2 separate regions of the Ovis aries genome follow, and region 1 is linked to region 2. The links are chromatin contacts, called in public Hi-C maps. All regions are on one chromosome and are shown on one strand. The core of a region is the stretch at or near the end of the contact, and the rest is flanking DNA. Distances in the headings are between cores, read along the strand shown. Region 1 overlaps RPS6KC1 (ribosomal protein S6 kinase C1). Region 2 has its middle 180 kb from the start of TRNAG-CCC.

The links. A called contact is a pair of places that touch in the nucleus more often than the background predicts.
Region 1: a Hi-C map of liver shows a contact between it and region 2, with 5 times the contacts expected there. The contact joins two enhancer-like sites. A contact is called at or near these places in 2 of 16 Hi-C or Micro-C datasets (liver and mixed tissues).

Annotation. Positions count from the first base shown.
Region 1 is chr12:69,837,364-69,842,965 of ARS-UI_Ramb_v3.0, forward strand. All of the region lies in intron 13 of RPS6KC1 (ribosomal protein S6 kinase C1), which reads right to left. Among named protein-coding and RNA genes, the nearest start is that of TRNAG-CCC, 40 kb to the right of the region's middle. Within about 2 kb of position 3,213, at least 1 of the 54 cell types and tissues checked has an H3K27ac peak or open chromatin away from gene starts, as enhancers often do. A contact at or near this core is called in liver, where this site is marked.
Region 2 is chr12:69,699,132-69,704,540 of ARS-UI_Ramb_v3.0, forward strand. No RefSeq gene overlaps it. Among named protein-coding and RNA genes, the nearest start is that of TRNAG-CCC, 180 kb to the right of the region's middle. Within about 2 kb of position 1,305, at least 1 of the 54 cell types and tissues checked has an H3K27ac peak or open chromatin away from gene starts, as enhancers often do. A contact at or near this core is called in liver, where this site is marked.

The DNA of each region.
Region 1 (5,602 bases), core at 1,963-4,462, 140 kb after region 2:
TTGCTAATCATTCGAGGAAAACATTAAAACATTTACTATGTACAAGAGAGCTACTGTTGAAGTTTTGCTTAAGGGTAAATCAAACAAAAGAGCTTCTGTTTGAAACATAACGTTTAAATATTAACCACAGATATTTCACTCTTTTAAAATTACTTCTATGATTCCCTCTTGCCTTTTTCTTCCTTTTCCTATGGGGTGGAAGACTAGACCAGAAATACAGCCATACTTCCTGGTTGTAACATTATTATCTCAAAATATACATCTATATTCATCTGCTTTCTCTATCAACTTCACATGCTTAAAATTAGATTCCTCACTCATGGTGAAGTTACCTAGGACCAGAAATTCTGAGATCTAAATGATCCTTCTTTCAGACAACTTTGTTAAAAATCCTGGCAGTTAAATTTCACACTATTCAAGAGCTGTCTTGGCTTTTTTCCTCCAAATGAAAATATTTTCCATAAACTCCTCATTTCCATATTGCATATCATTTATGTACAAATGATATATGAGTAAAAACAGAATACTTAGAAAGTCCTCCAAGTGAAATAATTTTTTAACTTACTGATGTTAGACAAGAAATCAGTATTTATTCCTCAGGGGAAAAGTTCTTGCCTTAATAAGATGGACTCCAGTTTTGACTAAACTTTGTATAAGAAGGCTATTAGATCATCTGACATCTGGCATCTCCTCAATATTCAATAAATCTACTTCAGGTAGATATATGATAAAGCAAATGTTAATATTATAGGATGTTAACTGCAGAATCTAGGTGACAGATAAATATGGGTGTACATTTTTCTGTATGTTTGAAATTTTTTCAAAATAAAATGTTAAGGAAAAAGTTCAAAAATCTATTTTACTACTGAAATATTAAGGCCTAAAAAGTCTTAAATAATTTGCCTAATGTCATGCAATGAGTTAATGGCTGATTTCAGAATCTTGAGTTTTGATAATTCTCAATTCCATCATAATATTCTAAATCTTAAACCTATGACACCCTCATGGTATTTTTAAACCATCCATGGTCTGAGTCTTAGATCTAATTATCAAATACATAACTGTCACACAGAACACCATGCTTAAAAGGCAACTAATCGTGTGTAAAGCATGCTTATGGAGAAAGGCAGGAGAGACTATGCCCCCAAAATATATTCATGGATTATTTGACAAAATCAGGCAAGAAGAGCAAAGAGTGGTAGTAAATAAATGTCATGCTTTAAAAGTGAATTTTGCAGATAGTTTTCAGCATGGTTTTTCTGTTTCACTTTTCACCGTCAGCTGTGAGCTGTTTCCAAGTGTGAAATCGCCTAAGAGACGAAGCAAAGCTGTCATTTGACATCTGGGAGCGTGGAGATTGGGCTGCGGTAAAAAGCACTTCGGACTTCTTCAATTTACACACACATTCACCTATAAATTCTCAAGTGTGAAAAGTATTCAATGAAAAATATCAATGTAAATCTCAAGCATTTATAAAGGCTCATAATAGGCTGGAAAATAAAGGTGAAAGACACACTGACAGGATACCATATCAACTTGTTAACACTAGAATGGGAAACTTAAGTGATTATGTTAGCATAAAAACTAACATATAAACAAATTTTACTCACTTGTCTTAACTGCATATTAAACCTTCAAATCTAGTCTTTTGTGTTTTTATGTGCTTAATATTCTAAGGACTATTTTCTAGCTGCTTTTTTATGATAAAAGACAAGACCACTAAGAAAAAAATACTAGTAAAAAAAAAATATTTGACATTTTATTTTTCCTCTATATTTAAAATACTGTAACAAAAATTTTATTCTATATTATGATAAGCTAATAGCTCCAATGATAAAGCACATAAAATCTTTTACATAAATCTGTGTTTGTAGGTGTGTATATACAAACAAATAAAATCAGAGTAACTGTAAGGAAGCCCTCTGGAGAAGAATAACCAATTAACTCCATTTTTTCTATAATACTCCAGATTATTCTAAAATCTCTCCTAACAAAAAACAGGAGACTGATGTATGGCAGAAACCAACACAATATTATAAAGCAATCATCCTTCAATTTAAAATAAATAAGTTTAAAAAAATAGAAGAATCTGTCTAGACATCTCTTAATAAATATCTAAAACTCTCCTCAGATGGGAACTAGATAGTGTTATATTTATATTGTCATGCTATAAAATCTATTCCCACTTTGGGGACTATTTCTTCACTCTTTCTTTTCCTGAACTCTGTTCTGTGTTTCTACGGTATGAAAGGAACCCATTTGCCACGAATGATGTTTATTTAAAATAAAACCTTTCTAGAGAATCATCCTAGATAATCTAAGGATACAAAGTGAATATAAAAGGAATGGCTTCTACTTTGAAAACAGGGCTGGGTTTGATCAGTGAATTCGTATTCTCAAGACCCTCTTGATGGGCCTGCAGCTGCAGCCATTTATTTGCTGGCTTTTTCACAGATGTAGACAGAGAAAGCTCCATGGTTTTTGTCTTTTTGTTGTTGGATTTATTTTCTTTAATATAAAAATGTGACAACTTTTTTTTTAAGTTTTTGTTTCACTGTAGAAACTTGTGCACACCGGACATCCTTGGTAGAATATACATCGTTGAAATAACTATAACTTTTTAAAATTTAAGATCTCAAAGTTGGCAGAAACTATACTTAAATAACAGAAGGTGATCATTTGCATTTCAAAATTTATCTATCTTGCTTTTCCCCTCAATTAGACCAAAACATGTTGATTCACAGGTTTCTCTGTGTGTGTTTTCTTTTTTAAACTTATTTATAGAGCAGAATAATGGCCCCCCTGCTAGTTTGGCATTTGCTCAAGTTTCTGTCGAATCTGTTACTGGAAAATTTTCTCAAAATATAAAGGCACATCATCCACAAAATAAAAAGATACACTGCTGATATTACAGAGTACAGGGCAGGTGGGCAATGTTTTTAGGACAAATGTGTGATAAGGATTCCCAGGAGAGAGGAGTGGTGAGGGAGAGGCTGCACGCTGTTTACACAGAAGTGAGTCGTTCTCATCACAATCTTCCGACAACTTTACTTTCTAACCAAACATCAGCTGTTTAACATGCTTCAGAGTTACTTGGGCAATAATTCTAAGGTCAGAGCTGGGAAACAGGAGGGAAGCGGGGACATGGGAGACGTACTTCAACCCTTGGTACTACAAGGGGCAGATCAAAAGATAACTTGGTACTCTATGTCCCCGTGTGTTCACTGATTTGTGATTTTAACCACTGAAACATCAGCTTCTTATCACTGCTTCCACCCCTCTGAGAAGAGGAGCAAAGTCTACTTGTATTTTTATCAGCAGCACTGCTGTTCAGTTTTGAAAGAAACAGTAAATCACAAATTTTTGCTCCTTACAAATGCAACTCCCCTTCACTATAAGCAATGGGCAGGAGTACACAAACTTGAGTTCTGCACCTCTAGGTTTCAAATCATCTAAACTTGAACACCAGCGTTACTTTTCAATTAAGGCCATTACTGATCTGAGTTTTATCCTATTGGTAAATTAATAGGTCCAAGGAATGAAGAGACTTCTCACATTGTTCAATATATGCCATAATACAAAACGCTTTTGTAACTCACAAAGCTTTAAAGTGCAATTCTTTTATACAAATAATTAAAACAAAGCCCTTCTTCAGATGACAGCTTTTTTCAAATGTTAGAGGGCAACCTAGACCATGACAGAAAAAATCCATTAATGGTAGACTGCCACCTGCTGGTAAACTTTGGGAACTGTGCTTTCTGGGAAAAGGCTTAAAAATTACAACTTGGAAACTGATCTGTGTTAAATTCAGTACACAAAACTGTATTCAACTGAGCACAGAGGCGAAAGTATGTACCTGCTGATGAGCATCATATGGTTTTGTTCCACATGTATTAGAATTCTCAGGGGGTCAACAAGCTATGGATGTTAAACATGTCTGTAGTTTGAAGAAAAATAATCTGCTAGAAAGCCAAAGCACAACCCTACGGATAGTTTTCAACAAGAAAGTGAGAAGAAAAATAGGAAATAAAGAGTCAGTTATAAACATTAAACTACTTCACAAACATCTGGTTTTGATGCGAGGTTTATACTACACTTATACTTAACGATTTAACAGGTTTTACATTAAAAAAAAACAACTCCCAGATTTAATGTTGACCCTAAACCCTTGAATCTGAGCAAACTCTAGGAGACAGTGAAGGACAGAGAGGTCTGACATACTGCAGTCCACGGGGTCACAAAGAGTCAGACACAGCTTAGCTACTGAACAACAATAAAACCTTGAAATTCATTATATTAACATACATATTTATATACATTGGTACCTAAAATATTATTTATTATCAAATTAGAAAGGGGGAAAGTCTGTCAAAAAGTAAACCAGATAACCATAATAAAGTGATTTCACTATGAAATTTTTTTTGTTATCCCATTAACTAAATCATACTAATAAGATCAACAGCCAGCATAATATTATCTATTTGTGAGAAACAAAAAAATGTAGGCATGTTCTATGCTCTATTGCCCCTGGGAAGAAACAAAATGAAACGATCCTAATTTGGGGGACGAAAGAGGAAAGAAAAGAGTGTAACAGTAAGAAGAAAATCTAATTCATTGTTTTCAGGAAATAGTTTGAGGATATCTGCTTGGCATATTGAAAAACTTTTCTATTCCCCAATAAAGAAATAATTCTTAACAATGAAAATTCTAACTAAAAACCATATAGCTCTTTCAATCCTAATTATAATCATTTCCCATTATGCAGGGAAACAATGTTAGCATAAACAAAACGCTGGTTTGCAAGTAAACGTTAAATACTGTATTAATCAACAACCAAGCTGATCATGTCAATACAATCCAGAGTGGTGATGAGTAAAGCAACTTTGGCCATCCAAAGGGGCTGAAAGTGAAAGTCGCTCAGTTGTGTTTGACTCTTTGCAACCCCATGGACTATACAGTCCTTGGAATTCTCCAGGCCAGAAAACTGGAGTGGGGAGCCTTTGCCTTCTCCAGGGGATCTTCCCAACTCAGGAATCGAACCCAGGTCTCCCTCACTGCAGGCAGATTCTTACCAGCTAAGCCACAAAAGAAACCCAAGAATACTGGAGTGGGTAGCCTATCCCCTCTCCAGCAGATCTTCCCAACCCAGGAATCGAACCGGGGTCTCCTGCACTTCGGGCGGATTCTTTACCAACTGAGCTATGAGGCAAGCCCATACTAGGCAAAAGGTGAACAAACTTTGGATTCAAACACAGCCCCATCTGCACTGATGGCAGAGAAAGTAACTCAAACCCAATTCATATGCTTAAGAGACCTGTAATTATCAGCAAAGGACCTAACAACCACAGAGAGTCTCTAATAAATCTCTAATTTTAGAAAACAAAGATAATACAGTAAATATCACAAAGATAATACAGTAGATAATACAAAGATAATACAGTAAATATCTGACCCAACAGGTTGGGTCAGATATTTGGTTATTTCAAAACAAGAAGAATACGCTTCCTAAAATTTCTCAAATATGGAAAGAATTCTTTAAAATCTGTTCTAAAATGTCAGGATGGCTCATTACTGAAGTCACAACATTGTATTTTTTTTTATT
Region 2 (5,409 bases), core at 55-2,554:
AGTGCTATAAATCTGTCTTGGTCCCTTGTTCTGGCTGACATAGAGAGATGCTATAAATAATTACGTAGATGTTAAGAGTTTGGGGATGGACTCCCACCTCCATCACTGACCCTTAAGCTACTCCTGTTGAGACTTGACTTTACCATCTGTAAAAATGGACACACTACTCTTTTTTCACTTCAGTGGAAGCTTGCTGCCGCTGCTGCTAAGTCGCGTCAGTCGTGTCCAACTCTGTGCGACCCCATAGACAGAAGCCCACCAGGCTCCCCTGTCCCTGGGATTCTCCAGGCAAGAACACTGGACTGGGTTGCCATTTCCTTCTCCAATGCATGAAAGTGAAAAGTGAAAGTGAAGTCGCTCAGTCGTGTCCGACTCTCAGCGACCCCCTGGACTGTAGCCTACGAGGCTCCTCCATCCATGGGATTTCCCAGGCAAGAGTACTGGAGTGGGGTGCCATTGCCTTCTCCTCAGTGGAAGCTTAGGTAAGTAGTAAAGCTTTAAACAGCTTATTTACCTGAGAGGATTAAGTGCTGTGGTATATATATATACCACATATATTTGCACATATATATTTGCTATTAATGTTTAGGGAGATAGCATTTACACTGGCAAAGCGTTTTCCAAGTATTTATTTGTTTTACAAATTTATCATTTAAAGCTCCATAATTAGCCTGGTAAAACCTTCAACACTGCAAGCACAGTTTAAAGCCAATCAAGGCACAGAGGGAGAGCGAGATATATATATATCTCCATACCCATACCCATATTTAAATTCACATTGTGCCTGTGCACGTGTGTATGTTTGCAAGACACATATAAATGGCAAATAAGGAAACTTTGAAAAAAAAAAAAGACAGAGAGATAGATAGTCCCAGATTTTAAAACCACCCCCAAGGTAGAACAGGTGGCGAAAATATAATAAAACATGTTGCAAGGAACTTGTCATGAATTTTAAAAACAAAAACGCCTACAGACCAAATAAACTGCTCTGACACTCAGCTAAATCTGAAGTTCCCAAACTATTTTAAATGACAAAGCAGAAGTTCCCCAGAGGAGTCCAACCGGAATGGTTTGAGGGCGATCTCTGTGGAACTCGCACGGAACAGAGCTGGGAACAGAGCTGGAAACAGAGGGCAGACCCCCAGCCCACTGCCCCTGCCTCAGGGCCAGACCATGTGCCCAGGGGCCAAGGAGTCTGTTGATACAAAGACCTCTGGGAGCCTCCTGCCCCCACCTCCCTACCTGGTTGGTGGCTTCTCAGTGGATCTGAAGGCAAACATTTGGGTCACTTGACCAGAAGCTGGGCACACTTCCATCCGCTTGCTGGTGCCCTGTTTGAAGACAGGCTGGAGGCTCTGGCTTGGGAGCAGGGTTGGGGAGTTGGTGGTGCCAGCACCCCCCCCCATTCATTCATCACAACCACCTGCCTGTCCTTTTGCCTCTGTCCACAGTTTATGAAGAGCTTTCTCCTCCGCTGTCTCCTTCCATTACACGGAAACTCCCGGAGCTGCACGGAGGTGATAGCAGGACCTCATTCTGCAGTGAGGAAGAGGTTGCGTGATCCACCCAAAATCAGACAGCGGGACCCAAAGTGTCGGGTGGGACTCCTGGTCCAGTGCTCTGTGTACTAGAACGTGCTCACAAAGACCATGCATAAGATTGAGGGGAGGGGGTCAGCGTTCTGGTCCCCCAACCCCAGGCCCACAGGCTCACTTCCTCACCCCAGATCACACACTAACCAGAAAGCCCGTCATCCCTGCGCACCAGCAAACTGTTGTGATTTGAAAGCAGTGCGTCTTCTTCTTTCTCAAAGTGAAGCCATCTCTTGATGTAAAACATCCTGATTTGTAGCTACTGGTTTGGTTGAAAACAACACCATCGCCATCTGAACCTAACAAATCCATTTGCAGAGGGCTTCAGGCTGCAGAGCACAAGTTTGAGATCCCTGCCTGATCGCAGTACCCAAAGGCCTGGCTCCCTCACTGAAGGCCAGGATGTAATCCATTAAAAGAGGGCCAGTCTGGAGACACAGAGGGAGTCGGCAAACCTGAGTCTCCATCTTGGCCCTGACTCTTGCTAGTGGCATGATCTTAAGCACATCACTGAAGCAAGTCTCTCTGAACCTCAGTTGTCTCCTCTGTTGAACAGGGCTAATAACACCTCCCTGGTTTCTTCAGCCCTTACAGGGCTGTGGTTCAGTGAGCGTGCAGGCCTCCCACACCATCTTACACCACCCCAGCCCCCGATACAGCTTCCATTCAAAGCTTTCATCTCTCCTGCCATCCTGCCCTACGATCATTTGTCACTCCTTGAAACTAGTGGGGTGGGGGGTGGGGTCCTCACAGATTAGGTTTGCCCACCTTTGTTCTCCCCTGAGTATACAGGACATAATAGAAAGGAAGTGAAAGTCACTCAACTGTGTCCCACTCTTTGCAGCCCTGTGGACTATACAGTCCGTGGAATTCTCCAGGCCAGAATACTGGAGTGGGCCTTTCCCTTCTCCAGGGGATCTTCCCAACCCAGGGTTCAAACCCAGGTCTCCCAAATTGCTGGCAGATTCTTTACCAGCTGAGCCACAGGGAAGACCCAAGAATCCTGGACATGGGTAGCCTATCCTGTCTCCAGCGGAATGACCCAGGAATCATACCAGGGTCTTCGGCATTGCAAACAGATTCTTCACCAACTGAGCTATCAGGGAAGCCCTAGGATATAATAAGTGCTCAATAAATCTTACAGAATTAAGGGACTTCCCTGGTGGCCCAGTGGCTAAGACTCCATGCTCCCGAAGCAGGGGGCCCAGGTTCGATCCCTGGTCAGGTAACTAGATTCCACCTGCCATGAGTGAAAAAGGGCCTGCATGTGTCATTGAAGATCCTGTAAGCCATGACTAAGATCCAGAGCATCCAAATAAATAAAAATAATAAATGGCTACTTTCTTTAAATAAGTTCATAAGTCTTACTGAATTAAGTGATAGACCAACCAGCTCAGCAAGCACTGACAATGAGCCAGACCCTCCAGCAGGTGCTCAAGGAACCAAGAAAGGCTCATGCTCTTAGAGATGAGGTGCAACCCCCACCCCCAGGGAGGCAAGACACATGTCAAACAATGGGACTGCCAGTCAAGGTGCTAAGTGTGCTCCCGGGGGCCTGGATTCCAACCACCCGGAGAAAGGAGTAAGAGGGAGAAATCCTTTCTCCCTGGCTTTTTCACAGCCTCTTTTAAGCTTTTCTTGGCCCTCAAGTTTAAGAAGCTCATCTTCCTACAAAAAAAACTGCTTAGAGATTGTGATATCCTCGACAAACACACCACGTGAGTGGGCGCAGAGTTGAGGGCAGCTCCCTAATTCTCTTTGCTGCTGCTGCTGCTGCTAAGTCGCTTCAGTCATGTCCGACTCTGTGCGACCCCATGGACGGCAGCCCACCAGACTCCCCCGTCCCTGGGGTTCTCCAGGCAAGAACACTGGAGTGGGTTGCCATTTCCTTCTCCAATGCGTGAAAGTGAAAAGTGAAAGTGAAGTCGCTCAGTCCTGTTCGACTCTTAGCGACCCCATGGACTGCAGCCCAGCAGCCTCCTCCATCCAAAATTCTCTTTAGGCACCATCTTATCCGCTGGTCTGGAGGCTGCTTGGGGAAAGCTAGGCTGCATCGCTGTCACAGTCTCCTGCATGTGAAGCAGGAGAGCAGAGGCCCATCTACCACCCACTTCCTCCCACCCAGGCCCTCGCTTCTCACCCTGATTAAATAGCCCTTTCCCTGGGTCAACCAGGTAGCAAGCATGTGCTAATTCTCTAATCTGGCTTGTCCTCGGAGGCCCACCCCCTCCTGCTGGCCGTACCAGCTGCCTAGGGGAGCACAACAGAGAGGAGATTTGGCAATTATCCAGTTAATTTGATCAGTGGAGACAGCCAAACAAATAATCTGGGCCAAAAAACGTCCAGATCAGCTGTCTGCATGGATCAAATTCCATTTCATTGACACCATGCAGGTTCAGCCTTACAGAATGGCTTGGACTGAAAAACTGTCCCGGGGCCCCAGCCTCGCGGGTGGCACCAGCCTTGAGGGGAAACTGTGAGCTTGGCTCTATTTCTCTGCGACTCCCCTTACACACCCTTTCAGTGCACTTCCCACTCACAGGCAGCTCAGCCCCGTAGGGCCAGGGTCTTGGGCACCTGTCAAGGGCTGGAGTATTCTTACCTTCATCCCCAACTCAGTATTTAAAATTCATTAAGAGATTTCCAACATTTGAAATGCATTCAAAAATTGAAGGAATACAGTGTAATGGTAGAATGGTCTGGAACCAAACAAGCTGAGCTGCAGAAAGATACAAAATAGGAAAACTTGCTCATACCTTTATAATCTATACCATCTTAGAGGATACTCACTCCTTACCTCCTGAAACCCATTCTTATCAGGTCTTGTAGAGCCACCCCCACTGCCCAGAGGATAATGTACCAAGTCCTCAGCAGCACGACAGAATAAGACTGTCACAATCAGCCCCCAGACTAGGGTATCAATTAAGATCAAGTCAGTTAAGCCAAATTCTCGGAAGCTCGAAGCTTAAAGACAAAGGCTTACTCCCCAACCTAAATTAGTTCAGAGGCAGGCAGTCTGCACTAGGGAGAATGGCTCTTTTAATTCTGTCCTTGCTGTGGTGGGTACCAGGCTTATTTCCTGCTAACGTGTTGGTTTTGAAGCCACTATAAAAAGCCAGAAAAGTTTCATGTTGTAAGATTCTCAGTAAACTTAGATTGCAAACCGAGAGCAGTACGTCTGTATGTATCTGTACTCAGACTGGCAAGCTCTTCTTTGCAGGACTTTCTTGGAAGTGGAAAGAAAAAGACAGCAAACCAACGCTGGCTTTCTCCTGCCATTTCCCCTAAAGCAAAAGCTTCAGTCAACTTGCAGTTTTCTTTACCAGTTACCAATGGCAACAACTCAATCAAATGCTCCACCAATGCATAACTAGGGTCCCCAGCTTTCCACTTTGCAACATTTGAGTCCTAAATGTTTGTCTTCCCACCTCCTCCACTCAGTCAATATCACACTTTCAATTCTGCTTCTTGAAGCAAACATCAAGTATCAAATTCTCCATCACTTTGGATGCAGTTCAGCTGCGTAGAACAGAAGCTAGAACACACAAGGATTTATTCTCTTGAAAAGGAGTCCACAGTTAGGCAGGGCTGGAGGCTTCACAGAATCATTGGAAAGCTAGGCTCCTATTATTCTGCTCCAACATCCCTATAGCATACAATTTCCATCATTAAGGTTCCCTGAAGAGAGCAGAAGATTGCTGAAATTCACACGATCAAGTCTAATTGCAAGGGATGCTGGGACGTGTGATCTTTTACCGAAGGCCTTTGCCGCCAAGGCTTCCCAGGTGGCTCAAGCCTTAAAGAATCCGCCTGCCAA